Regions from separate parts of the Sus scrofa genome. Here regions 1, 2 and 3 are each linked to region 4. The links are chromatin contacts, called in public HiChIP or PLAC-seq maps. All regions are on one chromosome and are shown on one strand. The core of a region is the stretch at or near the end of the contact, and the rest is flanking DNA. Distances in the headings are between cores, read along the strand shown. Region 1 overlaps LOC106506472 (a long non-coding RNA gene). Region 2 overlaps TTC33 (tetratricopeptide repeat protein 33). Region 3 overlaps LOC106506472 (a long non-coding RNA gene). Region 4 overlaps LOC106506472 (a long non-coding RNA gene).

What was found. HiChIP or PLAC-seq counts read pairs in DNA pulled down with a chosen protein or histone mark.
Region 1: an H3K27ac HiChIP or PLAC-seq map of alveolar macrophages shows a contact between it and region 4. The contact joins two enhancer-like sites. A contact is called at or near these places in 1 of 47 Hi-C or Micro-C datasets (embryonic fibroblasts) and 1 of 2 datasets of contacts at active chromatin or transcription factors (alveolar macrophages).
Region 2: a contact with region 4 is called in an H3K27ac HiChIP or PLAC-seq map of alveolar macrophages. The contact joins two enhancer-like sites. A contact is called at or near these places in 1 of 47 Hi-C or Micro-C datasets (embryonic fibroblasts) and 1 of 2 datasets of contacts at active chromatin or transcription factors (alveolar macrophages).
Region 3: a contact with region 4 is called in an H3K27ac HiChIP or PLAC-seq map of alveolar macrophages. The contact joins two enhancer-like sites.

What each region holds. Positions count from the first base shown.
Region 1 is chr16:25,191,058-25,193,794 of Sscrofa11.1, reverse strand. LOC106506472 (a long non-coding RNA gene) reads left to right here. Exons shown (of 3, transcript XR_002339539.1): 3 at 1,204-2,737. Among named protein-coding and RNA genes, the nearest start is that of DAB2, 420 kb to the right of the region's middle. Within about 2 kb of position 1,389, at least 3 of the 83 cell types and tissues checked have an H3K27ac peak or open chromatin away from gene starts, as enhancers often do. A contact at or near this core is called in alveolar macrophages, where this site is marked.
Region 2 is chr16:25,731,196-25,733,895 of Sscrofa11.1, reverse strand. All of the region lies in intron 2 of TTC33 (tetratricopeptide repeat protein 33), which reads left to right. Among named protein-coding and RNA genes, the nearest start is that of TTC33, 9.4 kb to the left of the region's middle. Within about 2 kb of position 1,410, at least 6 of the 83 cell types and tissues checked have an H3K27ac peak or open chromatin away from gene starts, as enhancers often do. A contact at or near this core is called in alveolar macrophages, where this site is marked.
Region 3 is chr16:25,208,552-25,211,251 of Sscrofa11.1, reverse strand. The region is part of intron 2 of LOC106506472 (a long non-coding RNA gene); the gene reads left to right. Among named protein-coding and RNA genes, the nearest start is that of DAB2, 430 kb to the right of the region's middle. Within about 2 kb of position 1,286, at least 1 of the 83 cell types and tissues checked has an H3K27ac peak or open chromatin away from gene starts, as enhancers often do. A contact at or near this core is called in alveolar macrophages, where this site is marked.
Region 4 is chr16:25,465,388-25,468,087 of Sscrofa11.1, reverse strand. The region is part of intron 1 of LOC106506472 (a long non-coding RNA gene); the gene reads left to right. Among named protein-coding and RNA genes, the nearest start is that of PTGER4, 200 kb to the left of the region's middle. Within about 2 kb of position 1,342, at least 7 of the 83 cell types and tissues checked have an H3K27ac peak or open chromatin away from gene starts, as enhancers often do. A contact at or near this core is called in alveolar macrophages, where this site is marked.

The DNA.
Region 1 (2,737 bases), core at 140-2,639, 270 kb after region 4:
GGTGTTTCTTACTTGAGAATCAATTTCAGTGTCTACTATTTCTAGTTTTTGCTCAACTAAAAGCAACAGAGGAAAATTCTCTCTCGAACAATAAACCACAGAATTAAAGGGAAAAAAATCATTTTGGGAAAAAAAGTCAAGATGCCCATAGGCAAGTAGTTTTTTCTAACTTTGCAAGGGCTTTGGTGCATTCTGTTTGGATTAGTTACTTAATACAGGAAGAAGATCTCAAGTAACAATGTGTTGCACAATGTTCTTCAGGAAATCTCATGTTAAAAGTAATGCCACCACCAATGTAAAGTGGCTTTTATTTCCTCAGCAGAGTTTATAAACTGAATTTTCTTCCAGTAAATATACTGCAACAGTAGTTGTGAGAAGAGAAGAAGCGACAGCTCCCTAGCACTTCCTGACACTAAATAAAACAAAATTCCAAATCCTCAAATATTGTGGCTGTCTTTCCTTCAGTAATAAATAAATTAAACTCTGTTCACTTGTTTGCTAGCATTCCAGTAAGAAGAATAAATTCTAACATTTCAAGTTTTGGACTTGACATTTGAAAAGGTAGTTGAAAAAGATATTGATGCTCATCATGTGTTCTTAGGTTGATATTTTGTATTTGTAGCCTTTCTATATATTGGATATTTCATATTTGTTGTTTAAAAGAGAAAATGACCCCATGTAGGACAATTATAACAGACCTCTAAATTTGCCATGATCTTAGATAATCAATCAGGCAGCTGATATATGAATAAGTGGATCGTTTTTCTACCACTGATAGACTGGGTAAATTTACTGATTAAATGAAATCAGTTAAAAGTGTAAAAAACTGAATTATTGGACTTAAGGATGGTCTTCAATTATATGTTCTTCTCTGTTTTAAGTTTGGAACCAGAGTAGAACAAATGGAGGTCAAAGTAGCAACTAAGCTATGTGACTTCAGTGTGTGACTGCAAGCAGAATTCCTCTTCCCTGGATCTTAATCTAAACCTTAAGATGAGTACAAGTGTGTTTGTTTAAAAGTAGGTACACAGATCCTTTGACATTTCTCCCTTCAAAAAGTAGAATGTAATTCTTCTCCCCTTGAGTGTAGAGAGATTCAGTGACTTGCTTCCAAAAAAGGAAAACATGGCAGATGTGATGCCTGTGACTTCTGACACTCGGTCATAAAAGGCATTGTCATTCCCTCCTTGTTCTTTCTTTTAGACCTTTCACTCTGGGGAAAGACAGCTGCCATGTCGTGAGGACACTCAACCAATCTACAGCAAGGTCCACATGGTGAGTAACGCGGCTTCCTGCCAACAGCTGTGTGATCGAGTAACTTGGAAGCAAACACTGAGAACTCTGGCTCTTATTTAAAAGCCCGTGAGTAATTACCAAGGCTTTAACTGGCAGGTCTGATGGGAGAAAGCTGCCCTCTCTGGGCCAGACCTGTGTACAACTAGTGCATTACAGCCTGTGAAGAGAGCTGCAGTCAGCCATTCAGGTTTCCTGGCCAGTCATATTCTTCACATATTTGATTTCTTGGTTTTGATGGGCACCCGCATTCTGAGGTCTCTTTATCTGAGGTCATCTCCAGGTACCTCTGCTGAGGCCTCTTTACTGGGGGGAGGAGGAGGAAGAAATCTTGAATTCACCGAGGACGGTGTTAGGAAGGCTTCTCTAAGGAAGTAATAAGTGAACTCAGATCTAAATGATACTAAGAGCTAACTAGATGAAATAGGAACTTGTGAATAGGTAAAAGGGGTCTTAGCCTAAGGAGTAGCATGTACTCACCCAGAATTCTGGCCTCATGACTGTGAGGCTTCATAATGTAAGTAGGGAGAAAAGCAAGATGAACTAAAATCATCTCCAGAACGCTGACCTAGGCACTGACCCCAGTGTGCTTGCTTTTTGGAAGCAGGAGGTGCACAATGCATCCTGTTTCTTAGCAGGAAGAGTCTAAAGAGTGAGAAGAAAAGGCTGAATTGTATATATTCAGTTCTTTTCTCAATCTTACCCTTAAGAGTGACATACCTTTTCACTAGAGGGGGCAGATAAGGGAAAACAGCTCCACCAATGGACCACATAGGGCCTTAGTGAGGTTGTATTTTTCCACGTGTTGTTACAATGATCAGCATCCTGAGGACATTTTATAGGTCATAAAATCAGCAAGTGTTAACTGTGATAATTTGGACACCAGTGATTTGGGCTCTTGGCAGGGCAAAAAAACATGAAGCTTTTGATGAATAAGATTATGGACATGGTCCTTGATCAGGAGCAGATGGTTAAATTTGTTGCTGTAATCAGTTTGTCTTCAATTCAATGCCGATTTATTTGTGGTCATTTCATTGTTTTCTCCACTGAGACATTAAAAGACTAGTAATTAACTTGAAGGAAAAAAGAAAAGTGTGAATTCCATAAAAGTACCTTCATTAAGTTCTTTATATTCTCTTCTTCATCTGTCATGATAGTACATTGAACTACGTATTCCTTATATCTGTTTAACAAATGTGTATTCGAGAACTACTGTGTGTTGAGCTGTGTACTAAATCTAGTGAACAGAATGCTGGGAAAAACAGAAAAAACATTATTTCTGAAGTCAAAAAGCTTATACTCTACTAAAGAAACAAATATCAATAGAATAATTCCAAAAAAGTAAATGTAAAATTATACTTGTAATAGCTGCTAAGAACAGATGCATGGTACTGTGGTAGCCACTAAGAAGGGATTTGACTTAGATGGGGAGTAGAAAAGACTT
Region 2 (2,700 bases), core at 161-2,660, 270 kb before region 4:
CCAGTGTTGCTATGAGCTGTGGTGAAGGTTGCAGACACAGCTTGGATCCCACGTGGCTGTGGCCTAGGTCGGTAGCTGTAACTCTGCTTCGACCCCTAGCCTGAGAACGTTCATATGCTCTGGGTGCGGCCCTAGAAAGACAAAAAAAAGAAAAAAGAAAAAGAAACCAAATGTGAAATAATGCTTAAACTATAATAGCACCTCAAATTGAGAGTGCGAGATAGAAACTAAATCAGAGTCAACGACAGTAAGCAGCTTAACAGCCTCAAGTTAGACTACGAATTCTCATTTGTGATGTTTTAGGCACAAAGATTTTTCTCCTGCAGAACTTTGCAAAATTGGCCATTCTGTCTTAGTCAGAGGAAAACCAACTAAATTTTCCACATTTATGAAATCATTTTCAGAACATCCATAAAACATCTTTAGAAATTCCTGTAAGTGCCTGTTAAAAGTTCATTAACTTTGTTGTTTTTATCTGTTTTTCTAGACCACACTAGTGTGTAGAATGGAAAAGCTATTCACTTATTGCCATGGGATCCCCTTTGAATTTCCTGTGGTAGATGAGAGATAGCAACTTTGTGGATAAACAAAATAACTCTTGTTGTGTTTTTTTGTTATGTTTTTTTTTTTTTTTTTTTGGCCTGCATGTCAAAACATTGAGTCATTTCACTGAAGTCAGCTGGATTGAATGCTTTATTTTGAATGGACAACACTGTGAGATGATTAAGTTTTTTTTAGCTCTTTAGCATTTGTTTTGGAGAAATGTATGCACAGCTTTAGAAGATAACAGAATTAAAGGAATCTGGTAGAAACGAGTGGTTCAGCTATTCTAAGCCAAAAATAAATGGAAATAATAGTTTAAAAATATCTAAGAGAACATTAATTTTTGTGTGTGTGGTAATTTATTTTGTTTTTATTTTTCAGTAAAGTTAGTTATTTGCTGCATAGTCTTGTCTGAAATTAACTGAGAGAACAGTAAACTTGATTGTGAGGAATAGAAAATAAACAAGGAAGAATAGTGAAGTTAAATTAAAAATAAGGAGTTCCTGTCATGGCCTAGTGGAAATGAATCTGACTAGCATCCATGAGGACACAGGTTCGATCCCTGGCCTCACTCAGTGGGTTAAGGATCCCACCTTGTCGTGGCTGTGGTGTAGGCTGGCAGCTACAGCTCCGATTTGAACCTTAACCCGGGAACTTCCATATGCTGCAGGTGCAGCCCTAAAAAGACAAAAAATAAAAATAAATAAAAATAAAAAATAAAACTCAGTCCCTGTCTTCCAAATCAGCTTCATCTTAAACCATCCTCATTTTCACTGTTTTTAGCCACACTGGCCTGCCCTTTGAAGAGCTTTGAATACAGCCCTATTGGACAACTTTGTCTTGTGACTCTGTCTGAAAAGCTCTTACTTCCTGTTTTCTGGTGTCTATCATCTTGTCCTTCAGATCTCTGCTCACGTGTGCTCTTCTCAGTGAGCCCCTCCCTGCCTCCCCAGTTTGTGAAGTAGCACCGCTGCACACCCTCTTTCTCCATCACATTGGCCTTTTAAATTTTCTTTCAGTAGGTTTCCCTTTTTGAAATTATCTTATATGCCTGCTTGTTTGTCTCTCTTCTTCTTCTTCTTTTTTTTTTTTTTTTTTCTTTTTTGGCCACCCCACAGCATATGGAGTTCCTGTGCCAGGGATCAGATGTGAGCCACTGTGCTGGTCCAGGGATCGAACTTGGGTCCCAGTGCTCCAGAGATGCCCCAATCCTGTTGGGCCACAGTGGGAACTCCTCTCTCTCTTCTGTAGAAACGTCAGCTCCAGGAATGTAGGGACTTTGTCTGGACAAACTTTTGGACTCTATCTTAAGCTCTTAGAACAATTTGTGGCACCTACCAGGCCCTCAGTAAATACTTATTGAATATTTATAAGGCTGCCTTGTCGTGCTATATTATGGCTAAGTAAGTTTTTGTACATTAACTACTATATATTGCATTGTATCTATAGGAATATACATTTTCCACTCCAGATTAGAACATAGTATTCTGAGAACATATTTTATCTCTGATTCCCACCACACAGGGCCTTAGGGAACAGAATTTTCCCACCTTCCTCCTGCTTGAGAGTATGACACTTAGTCTCGTTCCTTTCCCTGTAAACCTATGATGGTGAGGATTAAGCAACAAAATATGGAACAGCTTTGAACTTGGAATGCGTGACGATCCTTAGAGAAGGTGGAAAAGTCGGGATGCCTCCAGAGGAATTGCTAGAGAAGGCAGGAGGGAGGAAGGTTGATGGATGGAAAGGAGGGAGCTCCTTCTACTTTCTGGGATACATTCTTTTGCCTTGTGATTTTCTTCTTTTTAGCCTCAAGATCTTCTCATTTAGTTTTATTTGGCCATCTAACAGCTTTGTTTGAGCACATTGAATACAGCATGTGAACCAAGTGCATTAATGTCATTCTTCCTCCAAAGGGGGCACAGTTCTTGAGCACCAGTCTCCTGCCATCCAGTTTCCTTCATGAGTAGCCATCTATAGTCTTAGAAAACTTGGTTTGCAGTGGAATGTTTTTTAAATTCTGAAGTTCTGCCTTGTATAGTGTTCATGATTCTTTCTAACCAAAGACTGGTTTACTTTTCTACCCAAGCCCTAAGTAATGTTGGTGTCTTATAGTAGAGTGAGTCTAGTGATTACAGGTCTGGATTTTGAAGTCAT
Region 3 (2,700 bases), core at 37-2,536, 260 kb after region 4:
AAAAGAAAGGAAAGCCAAGGAAAAAAATCCAGCTGAAAATTCACTTTTTTATTTGTAGATTTTAATTTAGTGTTTAACCTTTTGAGTAATTTTTTACCACATGGACTTCAAATTTATTTCTTCCAAATGATATGAATATACTTTAAAATGCATCTTACATCTTAAATTACCTTTTCTTTCTTCTCCATACACAGTGCAGATAATGATATGACTGTGTCAATTTAATTCCTCCCCCAGGCATGGCCTGATGGGTCTTTTCTTCTCTTTAGTCTCTCTTCACCTGCCCTTGTCCCTTATCATGGAATTTCATTGCTAACAGCATTCCCTTGTTTTTAGAAACAGAAGTAATTATAACTAAGCCTATCCATTAAAAAAATCTATTTATAGTGCTGGCAATAAGGTTTAGGGAATAGCTGAGTCACAGAGCCATTGAGAGAAATTTTCTTTGGACATTTCATTTTACCAATTTCCCTCTGTTGGTTTTCCTTACCAGCTACCCGGATGGTGCCCTTGCTGCCCAAACAACATTTTAGGTAAATTTAATTCTTCTACTGATTTTCAGATGTCTTGGCTTTTTCCTTCTTTACTTTTTTTTTTATCCATCTTTGAAAGGTAAGTTCTTGAACATTATTTCCTAAGAGGTATCTACTTATCAAGTCAAGTTCTGCAGGAGAAACTTTTATGTAACAACCTCTAACATCATCGGGACCAGAAAGGCTGATAGCAATTTCCAAGTGATCTTCTGTTTATTTATGTATTTTTTACCTGAAGACTTGATCAAAAATTACTTATGTGCTATGCCTCTCTCTCTCTCTCTCTCTCTCTCTCTCTCTCTCTCTCTCTCTCTCTCTCTCTCTCCTCTTTTCTAGGACTATACCCGCAGCATGTGGAGGTTCCCAGGCTAGGGGTTTAATCAGAGGTGTAGCCACTGGCCTATGCCACAGCCACAGCCAAAGCCACAGCCACAGCCACAGCCAAACAGGATCCGAGCCATGTCTGTGACCTACACCACAGTTCATGGCAATGCCAGATCCTTAACCCACTGAGTGAGGCCAGGGATTGAACCTGCAACCTCACGGTTGCTAGTCAGATTTGTTAACTGCTGAGCCATGACGGAAACTCCTCTCTAGATATTTTTGACTGTAAAAATAATTTCAGCTTCTAAGAGACCTAGATTATGGTTAGCCATCTGAGATCCTAATAAAATACTTATAGGCTGTTCCAGCCTATTATTGTTTCGATAATAGGATGATATTACGAAACCTAACAGTTCAAGTTTAGCCCTGCCACTCCTTACCCTATTCAGATCCTCTTCCTTTACTTCCTTATGTCACATCATTGAGTCACCCTCATCTCAATCAAGCCATAATGAAAAATCTTGAGAAATTTTGCTTCCTTTATTTCTTTTTCTCATTCTATTCAATCCATTGCTGAGTCCACAAGTCTCCTGTTTTCTTGTATCTGTGCTCTCATTTACAATCCCACTGTCATCATCATAATGTAGACTCTCATTTTCTATGGCCAGAAAAATTACGAACTCATCTCTCTGCCTTCAGTTTCTGTTGTACAACAAAGTGACACAATCACATATAGTTCCCTGTGCTGAATAGTAGGAGCCCATTGCCCATCCATTCCAAATGTTACTTACAGTTTGCATCCACCAATCCCAAACTCCCCATCCACCCCACTCCCTCCCTCCTACCCCCTCACTCACCCCTGGCAACCACAAGTCTGTTCTCCATGTCCATGAGCTAATTTTTTTTTTTAGATAGGATCATTTATGTTGTATTCTAGATTCCATATATGAGTGACATCATATGGTATTTGTCTTTCTCTTTCTGACTTACTTCACTTAGTATGAGACTCTCTAGTTGCATCCATGTTGCTAAAAATGGCATTATTTCATTCTTTTTTATGGCTGAGTAGTATTCCATTGTATATATGTACTACTTTAATCCATTTATCTATTGAGGACATTTAGGATGCTTCCATGTCTTGGCTACTGTGAATAGTGCTGGAATGAACATGGGGTGCATGTATCTTTTTGAACTCTAGCTCACCATATAATATCACTTATATGTGGAATCTAAAATATGGCACAAATAAACCTATCTACAAAAAAGAAACAGATTCGCAGACATAGAGAACAGATTTGTGGATGCCAGAGAGGAGGGAATGGGATGTACTGGGAGTTTGGCATTAGTAGATGCAAACTATTACATTTAGGATGGATGAGCAATGAAGCCCTGTGTATAGCACAGGGAACTGTATCCAGTCTCTTGGGATAGAACATGATGAAAAATAATATGAGAAAAAAAAGTATATATATTTATGACTGGGTCACTGTGCCATACAGAAGAAATTGACACAGCATTGTAAATCAACTCTAATTTTAAAAAAAGAAAAAAAATATTCATGCTTACTCATAACAAATTTATTTGTCTCTGGTGAGAGTAATGGCATAGAATAGCTTATCTTTTATTTTGAGACATGTTCACAGATGAATGACTGATATTATGATAAAAATCTAGGCGATGCTATGGTTTCTTAACTTCCTGTGCCTATATAGCACATTGTGTTGTTTAAAGTCTAAAGATATTGTAAAGATATAACATTAATACAAGACTTACTAGGTAGTTTTGTCAAACAATCCTTATTATGTTACCTATATTAATAAAAGCTATAATTAAAATATTTCAT
Region 4 (2,700 bases), core at 93-2,592:
TCTGGAGGAATGAAAACAACAGTTCTTTGTTTTCCCTGTGAGATCACCAGCTGATGATGGGAGAAGCAAAAGCTGGTTCTGTGGCTAATTTCTGTTGGGAATGCTTTCAGACAGGCGGAAATTTGAGGAATTGAAAAGAATAGCTAAGTAACAAGAAAATCCCTACTAACAACCCCTCCAGACATACTCAGGGATCCCAAACAAGCGGAAAACGAGGTTTTCAAAGTGAATTTCAAAGGAGTTTAATCAGAATGAGGAAGTCCCAGAGTGAGATGGGGGAGAGGAGTTATGTAGAAGGATAAATTTTTTTTTGTTTAGTTAATTAATTATTTTAATGGCTGCACTTGTGACATACGGAAGTTCCTGGGCCAGGGATTGAATCTGAGCTGCAGCTGTGACCTATGCCACAGATGCATCAATGCTGAATCTTTAACCCAGTATATGGGGCCAGGGATCGAAACCACAACTTCTCAGCAACCTGAGAAGTGCTGAGTGCTGTAGTCCCATTCTTGACCCCCCCCTCCCCGCCCCCGTGCCATGGCAGGAACTCCTGAAATTCTATTTTGAAAGGGTCATAAGGGAATAAAATAATAAAATAGGGCACTGATAGGCTTAAAGAAGTTATGCGGTCCATAGTTAATAATTTTAAAAATTGACTGTATATTGAAATAATATTTAGAATATATTAGGTTAAATAAAGTTAGTATACCTGCTTTTCAGGAACGTTCTTTACTAGAAAATTTAAAATCGTACATGTGGTTCACATCTTTGGTTCACATGATTTTTCTTTTGGATGGTGCTGAGCTGGGCACTGCAGAGCTTTGCCTTCTTGGACAGGTCATTTAACTTTCTGGGCTTTAGCACAAACATCCCTGAAGGGCAGGAGATAAAAAGCGGCCAGCTAGACCTGCTCCTTGTATGCATTTCTAATATTTGCTTAATTTCTAAATTTGAGTCCTTTCTCTGGTAGATGTTTGAGCATTGAAACTGTTTGTTATGTACAACTATTTTATATTTCCAAATCTATGTCACAGTCTCTACCACTTCAGATCCTACAATTTTAGCTAACTTGCAAATATTCTCTAAATACGGCCCATTGTTTGTGACAGCTAGATAGAGGAGGGTACCCCCAATATCTTGGGAAACCCAAGGGTGGAACGTATAGGGCAAGGGTCACAGAATGAGTCAGGGCCTGAGCCAGGATTAGCATCTCTGTGACTCATGGTCGTATTCTAACCACCAGACAACTCTCTTGAGAAATACTGAGGGTGATGGCCCTTTCCCCGACCAGGGTACCAAGGATTGCTGAATCAGTGTTTGTCAAGCTGACTATGTAAGTGATAAAAGCTGGGTGGGAGCAGCACAGCCAGTGGATGTTAGCCTGTGGTGCTAGGATATCTCTGAACTACTGAGAGGAACCATCACTGGTTTGGTAAGAAACAGTGTGAGGAGAACCCACTGATGTTATCGCTATGGTGAAACAGGGAGGAAATCCCACAGCAGAAGTGAAAATGTTACTTCCTACTTTTAACAGTATTTTCAAAATGGAAGCATCGTATTTAGAGAAATAACTTAATAAGCCTGATGTAGCTTTACAAAGCTGAAGCTTAGCATGATTGGGTGGGAGTTGGAAGAATTGCGTAGACTCACTCGTATGCCAAAAGGAATTTGTGCAGGTGTGTTGTCACCTGACCAAGGTAGCTACACCTATGCCGAAGGCATATTGAAGTTTTTGAAGATCATATCTGGCAGGCTTTATTCCCATAATACTTTATACACAATTTTTTTTTCTTTTTTTTGTGGCAGTGGCCGCAGTGTTGTAGTTATGTGTCAACATCCATGTCTTTGGCTACTCTTAGCTTCTCAGGGAAGTTACTGTGTATTTTTCCTCCCGTTTCTCCAATACTAAACAGTGTGTGCTACCCAGGCAACGCTAATTAAGGTGATACATCGAATGGGTCTTATTTATTTAGGCTTAAAGGCAGAAAGAAGGAAAAAGAACTTGGGATGCACAGGAGCTTTTACTGAAAGAGATGAGTAGGTAGGGAATCTGACTTCCTAATTTGAAATTTCCTTCTACCCTGGAAGAGGGTAGAAGGAAGATGACTTTAGATATTTTGAATATGCAAATCTAAGCTTGCAGTTTAGCTTGAGGTAGACAGTTAAGAACTCAAGTGTTCTGGGTCAGAAATGAGTAGGATTGAGATGCTAGAGACTGGCAGCTAGAAAAGAGAAGGGAAGGGTCTGTGTCTGTGGAAGGCAGAGAGGGTGAGGAGATGGTACGGAGTAGAGAGGGGAACAGCCTATAGGAAAATGATTTATTGCAGGAAATGGCTATTGGTTTTTTTTCAATGTTGAGGCTAATATTTTAAGTTTTTGTATTGTACATATAATTTTGTAGTGTATTTTAATCTCTGTCTATAACCCTCAAAATTTGGTGAAAGTCTGCAGCATAGAATTTGGTTACACACATACATGCACGCATGTGTGCATGTGCGCATGCACGCACACACACACACACACACACACACACACACACACACACACACACAAATCTGGGGGAAGGTAATCCAGGGATGCTGTTGGCACCCAGGATGATTCTATTACTCTCTTCAAAACTGTAAGATTCTGACCTCTTGCTTGCCAACTCATGGTCACAATATGGCTGCTGCACCTTCAAATTCATATACATGTTCCAGG